Linked DNA regions of Gossypium hirsutum: region 1 is linked to region 2. A link is a contact called in public Hi-C data. All regions are on one chromosome and are shown on one strand. The core of a region is the stretch at or near the end of the contact, and the rest is flanking DNA. Distances in the headings are between cores, read along the strand shown.

The links. Hi-C and Micro-C count contacts between places; a contact is called where the count stands out from the background.
Region 1: a contact with region 2 is called in a Hi-C map of leaf, with 2.3 times the contacts expected there. The contact joins the promoter of LOC107927609 here to the promoter of LOC121208476 in region 2. A contact is called at or near these places in 3 of 34 Hi-C or Micro-C datasets (all in leaf).

The regions. Positions count from the first base shown.
Region 1 is chrA10:73,359,153-73,364,950 of Gossypium_hirsutum_v2.1, forward strand. It overlaps LOC107927609 (protein TIC 22-like, chloroplastic), which reads right to left and starts at 1,593. Exons shown (of 8, transcript XM_041079327.1): 1 at 911-1,593; 2 at 384-458. The coding sequence starts at 1,408.
Region 2 is chrA10:72,704,852-72,710,684 of Gossypium_hirsutum_v2.1, forward strand. It overlaps LOC121208476 (protein RALF-like 32), which reads left to right and starts at 2,178. Exons shown (of 1, transcript XM_041079183.1): 1 at 2,178-2,755. The coding sequence starts at 2,281. The coding sequence ends at 2,619. It overlaps LOC107915103, which reads left to right and starts at 507. Exons shown (of 2, transcript XM_016844239.2): 1 at 507-853; 2 at 1,063-1,389. The coding sequence starts at 709. The coding sequence ends at 1,220. It overlaps LOC107915101 (histidine protein methyltransferase 1 homolog), which reads right to left. Exons shown (of 11, transcript XM_041079182.1): 9 at 5,704-5,833; 10 at 5,518-5,620; 11 at 3,814-4,162. The coding sequence ends at 4,080.

The sequences.
Region 1 (5,798 bases), core at 343-2,842, 650 kb after region 2:
AATTACAACGATCCCATAGGAGAAGTATATTGAAAGTTATAACCAGACAATCTAATAGTGGATAAGATAAGACTCCAAGTATGACATTTCTCTACACAGGAAATGAGAACATGCAAACTAGTTTCACACAAAAGGAATAAATAAGATAATCACTTTTGAATATACTGTTTGGCTCAAGTCCTCATGTCAGACATTTTCCTTTGTCAGGATTATTAAAACATATCATATCTTTTGCATGAAAGAAAGAACAATAAAAAGTTATAGGATTCCTACATCAATCTTGAAACTTATAAGAACCCAAAATAGAGAGCATAAAATTCATTCTATCCACATAACACAAAGACTCACAGACAAATTAGCTCATTTTATAACAAACTACTCACTCTAAGTGCATTCTTGATCTGAGTGGACTCTGGTACCAGCCTAAGTGCCACACCAGCAACCTGCAGCTGGACAACCTGCAAAACCCCCATATCCAAGCATGACTCCTCCAACATTTATCTCATTCATATAAACCAAACAAACAATTAATTACACAATGAAAAAAAAAAACCAAATTAGTTAAGATTTAAAGGCACGGTAAGTTAACAATCTAATAACAGGCTCGATTTCGTCTTTTGCTTTTGCGGCTTACTATTTCCTTGCTCAAAATGTTGCTAAAAAGAAATATTAGAAAGTAAAAAGCTCAATCCTATGTCACTACAAGAACAAACAGCTGAAGCTAAAACATTTTCAAATCTGTTATTTTATCTTTTATATCTAAGAAAATGGCAAACACAAGTGGGAAACAGACATTAGCCTCTTAATGGACTCCATAGTCCATAAAACTTTGTACATTTTCTACACAAATTCAATCTATCAAACGCATTTTGAAAAATCCAAATAGAAAGAAAGAAGGAAAGAAAATAACCTTGTTAAGAGCAACAGCAACCACTTTAGAACCTCCTTTTCGCATGCCAGGATCCATATTCTTCATCTGTTCCAAAAGAGCCTCAGCGTCCTCCTTCTTGAAACACAACAACCCAAGTGATTTTTTCGTCGAAACACCCGAAACCAACACGAATTCCTCCTCTGAGTTACTCAAGGCATAGACCGGAACCCCAGCCAATCTCTCTTCTAATTTCTCTGCCGGCATGGCATCACCGTTTTTTTTACTCAAAGCAATCTGGGTCTTGCTAGAATCAGCAATTCGAGCAAAAACCGGCCCTTTTGGAGAAAAAGAAGGCGGATTAAAGTGAGAAAAGGTGGAGTTAAAAGCGTCCATTAACTGATTTTGAGTTTGTCGGAAGAGAGAAGAGCAGTGGGTCTGGATGTTCGAGAAGGCTTGCTGGAGGTCTTGGAGAGGAGGGGTTTGTTTGAATGGCGAGAAATTTTTGGGGGTTTTGGAGTTGCTAGGGGGGTTCATCATTCTTTCCTTTTTGGTTCACGGGAAAATTTAGGATAATATCGGAGAAAACAGTGAGCTTTTGTAGTTGGAATCAGTTTCGGGGATGAGTAGGGAGCGACCGAAAGGAGGGAAATAGAAAAAACATTCATTTGCCGGCGACAAGCGAGAATTTAGAAATATGGGCCGGACGGGTGGGTTGGACCTTTAGAACAAAATTTTTAACCCTCGATCCAAATTAATATCTATTAATAATAAACTCTTCAACACCTCATATCATCATCTTGCTTGAATCACTATTTAACTCGTGATTAATCGGGTGGGATAAGTTAGTCGTTAATTCAGTTAAATTACGAATCGCACGATTGATTTTTCATGTTTGGGCCCAAAATTTTGACCCAAAGCAAGGAAAAAAGTCGAACTTAAACCAAGCCCAAATACAAAAAAGTTTTGAGTGCGTTAACAATTGGTATCAAAATTTATGGAAACATAAAATGAGCACTAAGTCTGTGAAGTAGAGCATCGAGGACCCAACCAACTTATGGGCCAAGCCTGCTTATTCTCTAATTATTTTGAAATAGAAATTAGAGATAGCTGTTATCAAGGAAAGTTGGTTATATTTGCTACCCACAAACTCAATTGTATTGATTAATTACTCAATCTATCTAATACTATGAATTACTTTTTCTTCAATTATAACAATATCATCCTTTTCAATAATGGTGATAAAGTATATTGCCATTTTTTGAAGCATGGTCATTCGAAAAATAAAGTAAAAAATTTACTTTTGGGACAATATTACTATTTTTTCATAATTATAAAATCAAAATCAAATTTTAAATTATTTTTAAATACTATTGAATTATTTGAATACAAACCAAATGTTTAAAACTTATTTTAATTTTAATCATATATTATTTTGAGATAAATGCATTATTATTTTTAAATAAACTAATGATATTTTAAAATAAATAAATTAAATTACATGTTTGTCAATAATAAAATAACTTTTTAATTATAAATGTTATTAAAAATATTAAAATTAATAAGTTTTTTATTTCATTTCATTCCATAATTTTAAAAAATATCATCACATTCTAAGTAAAATATTTAGTTTAACTAAACATATTGTTTTAGTCACTTTAAGTTGATAATGGACTATAAGGATTTTTCACACCCCAAGGATGATGGAAGGCTTGCAAGACATAGGGTAACTATAAGGGTGTCCAAATTTATACTTCAAGACGCTCTTCGATGCTTAATTCATAGCAGAGGCGTAGCCAAAGGGGTAGGAAGGGGCCTTTCCCCCCTCCCTCTTAACTCAAAAGAAAATTACCTTTATAATCCCTCCCAAAATTAAAAAAAAAACAATTTAGTTCTTCTTAACATTTGATTTAATGGAAAAACCATAATTTTAGCCTTTTTTGAAAACTTCAATACAAAAATTTTATATTTATCTCCCTCCCCAAATTTTATAATATTACCTCAATCTCCTTAAACAAAATTTCTAACTTCACTCTTGATTCAGAATAAGGAACAACAATAAGTTTAAGAAAATATTTAATAAGAGTATGAGTAAGAAGTGAACTCAAACCTTAAACTAGTATACACGATACTTTTTACACTGAAGGAATCATGGGAGCTTGGCTAGTGTGATAATGTATAAATGTTTGAGGCTTAGGGTGGGTTTGGGATGACAGTATGGTGCGGTGCGGTGCGTTTAGGTTACTTTTTGTCTCACGCTACAGTATCTAATCTCACCGCCACACACTAACCGCAGGTAAACGTACCACCCATCCAAACTCACCTTTAGCCGTTCATTACTTGGGACTAGTTGAGGTCATTGTCCTATTGGCAAGGTTGCCCTACAATTCACTTGTTACTCTCACCCCTTGATCTTTGGCAAGTATTGTAGTTGATTCAAGAGAAGTGCTTGGTAGCCGCCCATTGTATGACAACTATCAATTATGGAGATTCTTTTCTCTTAGCCTAGGTAATATATTTTGGCTTGGTGCTCATTCCTTTAGGCTTAATATCTCTGATATAATACGTATCATTATAATTTTTATAGACTTTAATTGTCATTACTTATTTTTACTAAATATTATAATCTTACATTTTTAATAATCATATTCTCCACAATCACATTTCATAAAATTTTTAATATAAAAAATTTTAAACATCACTCAAATATAAACTTGATCTAGAATCATCTTTCTCTTCTCTTATAAAAAATACAAGAGATAAAATAAAAGAAAAAAAATAATTAAATTTAGGGGTGATATCCGTTTAATTTAATTAATTTTTAAATTTTTTTTAAACTGTCTATCATAATTTAGTTCAATTTGATTTGGTTCTCAATTTTTTTATATTAATTTTTAAAAAAATTTACACTTATTTTAGTAAAATGAATTGTCTAAATTTTTTGTCATAAACATGTATAAAAAATAAATTTTCAAATTTTTTTGAATTTATTATTATTATTTTAAATATAAAATATTTACTTTTATATTATAAAAAGTTAAAAATTAAATAAAAAATAGAAATAAGTTGGATTGTGTATTGAAGTAATCAAATTATAAATTAGAATGATGATTGAAGCTTTATGGAATTTGAAAACAAAAGTGTTTGATTCTCGCACAAGAAAAAGGCATATTTGTCATTTAGTCATGAAAGGTGGTTGTAGTGGTTGTTGCCAAATAACGGGATTTGTATAGAAAAAGAAAGCAATATAAGCGTAAAGTGGAGATTGCGTCCTATGCGGGGAACCTACCTACATATCACTATTCCTTTCATCACATATATTTTTCTCGATTTTTAAATATTAATATTTTTTTAACATTAATTTTATTATCTGTTTTTCTTAATTCAATATTTAAAATTATTTATAGTCTTTACTTAACTCTTAAATAAAAAGATAATGCGCAATAAAAAAATAATGTGCTCTAACGTATTCGAATTTACATTCTACTATATTGACAACAATATCAATATCAACCAAACTAATACGCAATTGACAATAATGGAATTTTTTTTAACTTATTTTCATAAATAATTATGGTCTAATATTAAGTTTTAATTCTTAAAGCATAACAAATACATATTAATATAAATTATTGTATATTAATTATATAATTTTAATTGGTGTCCGGTTCTCTACCTAACAGCGCCCGTTTTTGGACAAAGACAAGGTTTGTTACACACGACTTTTAGTTGATTGATTTAGCTGTTAGTCAAATGCCAAAGTTTCTCACAGGCTTTTACAAATTAATGTTGTTTTCTTAAAGTTTGGAGGTTTTTTTTTTCTTACCAATAGTAATAATAATAAATACTAATGTATAACACATTTTTAATTATTTACCAATTTACATCAAGTTTTCAAAGTGAAGAAAGAAAGAGATTTTAAAAGGGCGCTGTTATATGTTGTTTAAAATTTCAATATAACCTATAAAATTAAATGGATAGAATTTGTGATTTTTTCTTCTTCTTTCTCTCATTATATTGTGAAAAAAAAAGCTCTTTTATAATATAATTAATATAAAAATCTTCTCAATAAAATCACTATACTTAAGTGTTTAATTTATGATCACATCATATGTTATGATATAAAAAATTATATGAGGGAAAAAAATGAAAAGATAAGTGATCGATTTAAAAATTAAGTTAGTTCATATATGGATGTGTATGTGTATGATCCTTATTTCATATATAGAAGTGTATATGATTAGAAGATAATTATCTAGGGGTGAGCGGTCGATCGAATCAAATGAAAAAATTTCGAGTTAATCGAGTTGACGAATCATATTTTATCATCCTAATTTGATTTGAAATTTTCTCGAATTGAGTCGAGTGAGATGAAATTCAAATCGAATCAAATTGAATATATTTCTTTGAGTTAAATTTTAAAAAATAATTTTGGGTCCTTGTAACCATTGTCACCTATCATAATAAAATTTGTCCACCTTAATCAATTTTTTTATTAACTTTCATCACCTCATAATTTATTTATTAATCTTTTATATACGGGTTAGCTTTTTTGCTTGCTTTGTTGTTTCAATTATCTTCAGATTCTTGTCACTATGTATTTTGGAATTAAAAAATATATTAAATGTACAAATGTGATTTTTTAATAAAAATTATTTTAAAGATAAAATGTGAAATTAATACCAATATAAAATTTTAGCACGAATATTTTATGGCATAATTAATAATTCAATTTTAATATAAATATTCAATATGATTAAACAATTCAATAATATAAATAATATAAAATGTGAAATTTAATTTAATAATATAAATAGTATATATAAATAAAATTATTACTATTTATGATTAGTGATTTTTTTGGATAATTTTGATTTTTTATTTGAGAGTAAAGGGTGAGAAGTAAAAATTTAGGAGGAAAATAAAAAAT
Region 2 (5,833 bases), core at 928-3,427:
GAACAATATGCATATAAAAAATAAAAACTTGAAATTAAGTGAATAAAAGATTAAATTGAAATTGAAATAAAATTTAGAGTTTAAATTATAATAAAATAGATGAATAAACATAAAAAGGGACTAGATTGAGAACTTAAATGGAATTTAAAGGCATAAATCAGAATAAAATAAAATAGAGGACCATATTGAAAAGCGCGAATAACATGGAGGGACCAAATGGGGACATATTCCCCGCCCTCCGAAACGTACCGTTCCAAGAGGACCAAATCAAAACTAAAATAAAATTCTAGGGTATAAATTAAAAATAAGAAAAAACTGGATTAAAAAATTAAAAAATGCGGAAGGACCCACAAAACAAATAGACCATCTGGTCAAAAACGCGCAGACCTTAACTGGAACGAGTCGAGTCGATCCTTTTCACACCAAAACGACGCCGTTTAGTGCCAATGGGCACTAAGCCAAAACAACACCGTTTTGTATCACTATTTAAATTAAATTTTTCAGATTTTTTTTCATTTTAACATTCTTCTAAAAAAAAAACAAAAGAAATCTCTCAACTCTCTCTTGTTCTCCAGAATCTGGCCAAAGGGGGGTGGATTCCACGATGGCCACTGTCGTCGACGATAGGCTCCGCCCGTCTCTGGTGGCCGGAAAGCACCATAAGACCCCCATTTTGAACGTTTTGGCTACTGGAGCCTGGATCTGGAGATGGTTTTCATCACAACTCTGCCAAAAATGGTAAAATCTGAAAGAAACCCTTCGACTTCTCTCTTGTCACACCGAAAAAAAGCCGTCCATCATCGAGGACGACGTCCTCTCCCTCACTCGCGGCGATGGAAATCGAAACAAGTCGGTAAGTTTTAATTTTTATTATATCTTATGCCCTTCTTTTTTTTAAATGATAAAAATAAAAATAGATAACAGGTAAAATGAAGCAAATCACCTTTTGCAATTTCTTTTTTTGATTTCTTTAATGCTTTTTAGCCGAATACAAAAAGTTTGCTACTGTTTTTACTGTATATTTGCTTCGTTTCTGCTTTCCCCTTTTTTGCTTGTTTGCAGGCATTGACGAAGGCGCAGAAGGAATTTTTTTCCATTTCGGTGCAAGCTTGCAGAAGGACCTCGGGATAAGGCGCCTCGAGACAAGGAGTGGGCAACGTGGCCGAGGAGAAACAACGCGGGGGAAGCCTCTAAGGTTTTGTTTTACTGAAAATGTTTAATCACTTTGGGCCATTGGGCTTGTATTTGGGTTAGGGTTAATTTTGGGCTTCATTTATTTTTTTGGGCTTGTAACAAAAACTTGGATTTTAAAAAATTTTATTTTCTGGCAAGCCAGGCAAATTGGGCCTATTACATAGGTTATCATTTAATACATTAATAATTCATTGATTTTGACATCTTCAGATATTTATATTATGGTTAATTTTAAAATAATGACGACGTACTTTAACTATTATTACTTATGACACGCCCGTAATGTTGGTAAAATTTTTTATGTAACAAAATTATTAAAAAAATTGATATAAAAATAAAATATAATTTTAGTTAAAATGGTAAGATTAAAGTAGTGAAAATTATAATATTTTGGGCTCAAATTTCATAACTTCCATAATGTATATACGTTGTTTTTTTATTTATATAAAAAATAAATAAACACCCATAAAATAATATTTATTACTTTATTAAAAAAATACTAATTTTAAATCTAAATTAAGATCTAATTAATAAGTGTCACCTACTCAATATGGATTATACTCACCAAGTCTAATAATTAGTCATGGATTAAAAATTTTGGCCTATGCGACAAATATCATCGTCCCATCTCAACATGAAAAAGGAAAACATAAATCTTTAATATATCTATAATTATTTGTAAATTTAAATATTATGTGTTATGTCATACTTTGTGTAACATTTTTTGGGCCCTTTTACCAAGTTGATCCTCCAAAGTACAAAAAAAAAATAATAATAAATGGTGAAACAACTTAATAAATCGAGACCTATGAGACTCGAGGCCATATCTAACGGAGATGAAAATTTTATTATTCCGATCAAACCTCACCCTAAAAACTTCATTGTTTTTAATTATGAGATCATATGCGTCTAAAGAAAAAAGGGCATGATTGGGGTTAGGTGAAGTGCGGTCCTGAGCTTATTCGTCCGTAATGGAGCTTCCACTAGTGCCACTTTCCGAGAAAAGAAAATGTTGTTTTAAAGTTCTAAAAAGTTCTCAACTACTTCAATTTTCAATGTCAAACCAAAGCATACAAATCCAACATTATGAAATCTCTCCATTTCTTCTTCCTTCTGTTCTTCTTCACCTTAAGTTGTTTTAGCCAAATTGAGTCCTCAACCGTTAATGATGTGCTCATGCACTGCAATGGATCTATCAGAGTGTGCAATGAAGCAAACGAGATGCTAATGGAGTCAGAAATAAGCCGCAGGTTTCTAGAACAGAAAAGGTATATATCTCCCGGCGCACTTAAAAGAGATCAACCAGTCTGCCGCGGTGGTGCTGGGGGTGAAGCTTATAGTAAAAGTGGCGGCTGCCTCCCAGAACCATCCAACCCTTACAACCGAGGATGCTCCAAGTACTATCGTTGTAGGTCTGATTCATGATCCGAAGCCGGTCACACCCATTACAACCAAAAATATGAAATTTTCTTGTTCAACTAATATTCATTTACATTCCAAGTATACCATGTTTTTACAGTATTCTTTAATCGTTATAATTGTTAATTAACTCGTTAATCAATTATCATCCTTCTTAAATTATTCAATGTTATCTATATCTTTGTCTTTGCTAATATAAGCTTAACAAAGCAAACTAACTGTTAGAGCATTATCTCGATGAGGGTGGCTCACACGACAGTACCGAGAATTTAAGGGTTCACGACCATATCGAGAGTTATAATGGGGTGGTTTACACAATAATATTGAGAGCCACAATGGTTTACACAGCAAAATCGTGCCCAAAGCCATAATGAGAACCTAAAGGTATCACCTTGCATCCATTCTCTCAACGAAGCATAAGTTTGAATCTCCAACTTTTTAATTTACATGATTTTATCTATTTAGATTTTATTGAGGGAAACTAATTTTTTCGAAAAAAATATCTTCAAAGCGTCGTCTGTTAAGTAGTTAGAATTGCCCTCAACAATCAAAAGTATTGTCCTCTTTTAGGATTTTGTTTTCCAATTTCATGAAAAACCATATGAATTCACAGAGTGAGCTCCTTAATAGAATAGATATATATCCGTAATCTCATGAAAAAAATAAAATATTAATAATGGAGAATACACACAAAAATTCAAACCACCAACCAAAACATAACATAACTAATCTTTTCCTTGAGTTAATTATTGAAGTGATACCATATAGTAATATGCGGGTGTGAGATAAGCACAAGTTAAAAGTTATAAAATGCTTATCTTTTAAATATATATACATACCAACACTCCCATACTAACTTGTTGGTCAATATTTAAAGAAGTGAAAAACAGCCAGCACGCACTGAAATTGTAAGACTTTTAAAATGATTCAGTTCCTCTCAATCTTTCACTTCCGGTTTTTTTGTCACTGTTATACACCTTGTCTTACGGGTGGCCTACATATTGCCGTCTCAAAGAATTTTAATGGTCAATATCTGTTACTATTATGTTACCATGATCTTCCATTTACTATTACATTTTTTGTGATCTTTCAATTATATATATATTCGATATTTATGTTAAACACACATCCAAACATATATGACAATATATAAACTTTTAAATCTATGAAAAACTCTTTTAACTAAAAAGAGAAAATAGATGTTCCAACATACCACCGAGCTCTTAGCTAAGTCTAATGCAAAAGAATACAAAGTTTTAGATAGGGAGTTGTTCATTTTTAGTTCCAATGATAAATTTCTGGACTATGATAGAGAATAAGAAGACTATTAAACATGACTACTGGGAATATTCATGAAATATAATAATCATATATATCGTTCACATATGTAGAATAACATTTCCTGAAAATCAATCATACTCAGAATTGTAGCATAGTAAATATCCCAATGAACCAAAATTGTGGATCTACTTGTACGAAAGCTTCCATACCTCGCGTACATTAGAGGAACCATCGGCAACTTCAGTAACAAGAGTTGCAGCCATAACACCTGTAGGATCAAAAAGAATCACTTAATCAGCATCTAGCAGTCCATATCTTATACAAGGACAGCCTCGGGAAAATTAATGAAATGCAACACTTCATGCGTATCCTCCATGAAAATATGTTACACTGAAACTGAACAGACTTTTTGGAAAATAGACATGCATATGAGTAAATAGCCTTCCAAAAATTTTTGGGGATATAGGGTCTATGACTGCGTTAAAGGGCTTAAAGGTTACAAGGAATAAAACTTGGAACTGATGAAGTTTTGACAGGGAAAAGTTTGCTTAAATCGACTAGCTAAAAAAAGAATATGATTGTTCGAGAAGTTATCCCAGCCGATTAGTCTCCTGGTTTACCGAGTGTTAAGAATCTCTCCAAGACTCCACCAAGAACACGAAGAACAATACAGCATATAATATGATTAAGGCTACAAGATAATTAACTTAAAAGTTTTTCAATTTGTTTTGGTGATGTTCCTTCACTGTAAAGGGAAACTCCAGATATTCCTACAATGAAGAACTAAGAACAAAAGGAGAAACTAATGAATCACTCAACCATGAGTTCTCAAAGAACTACAGGAAAATAAGTCCATTACAGTAAAGTACAAAATTACCAAACTATTCCTTGAAACAATGACACTCAAAAGATTCATTCTGATGAATCACAATGCAGACTTGAGAACAATTTCCCTTGAGCTAAAATGGCTTCTTTGATACCCTAGAATCTATATCTCTTTAATCATACATTTCATAGGAGGAAAGCTCTTTGCAAAACATTCTAACCACCTATAAAGCAATTATCTAAAAACTAGGCCAGAGGTCAAACCAGTGAGGCCTCCAATTTCTGGGTCAACCAGTTGATGATATTAAAAAAATAATTAAATAATAAATAAGTAATTTTAATACTAAATAAGTATTAAAAATAAAAAAATATTTAATAATGATATTTATTTTTACTAAATGGTACAGATTTTAACATAATACACTCAAGGGGTTAAATGTCCAGATCTCACCACATAGAATAATTTTTTTCCATTTAAAAAAAAAACTTTAAAATAAGTTTAAAACAGATTTCCCCTTTTTTGTTTTGTTTTTTCCAGCTTTCAGTAGTGCTTTTATGGTTCAAGCAGTTCTTAGCCAGTTCAAAAGATTCCAGACTGGATGGACCACCTGTTCCCATTTAACTGGCTAGTCCAGTCAGGCTTTTACAACAGTGTTGTGAACTGCATAAGGAGAAAGGAAAACCTCATGAATATCTACTGAGTCCTAACTCACATTTGCATTTTTTTAATTTACTCTATCGGAAGAGAATATATTCTAGTTCCACTGACATAATCACGTCTATAAAGGATCAGGTTACCTTCTTTCTCAAGCATGGAAAGAAATTGTCGTGTTCCCCCTCCTACACCAAAATAATGCTTCTTTCCAGCCAAGTATACAACTCCATTTGGCTGGTTCATGCACTGTAAATTGACAATGCTTAGAAGTGAGGAATCTATGAATTTACAACTAACAGAAGAGGCTGAATTACTCAATAAAGAAACACCTTCTTTATAAGTCCATAGAGATTCCTTTGCGCTGAGATTGAGTAAATTGTCTCAGCCATTAAAATAACATCGTAAGCAGAAGCTTGGCCATGTTCTGAGCTAGAAGTCAAGTTTATTTCACTTTCACGT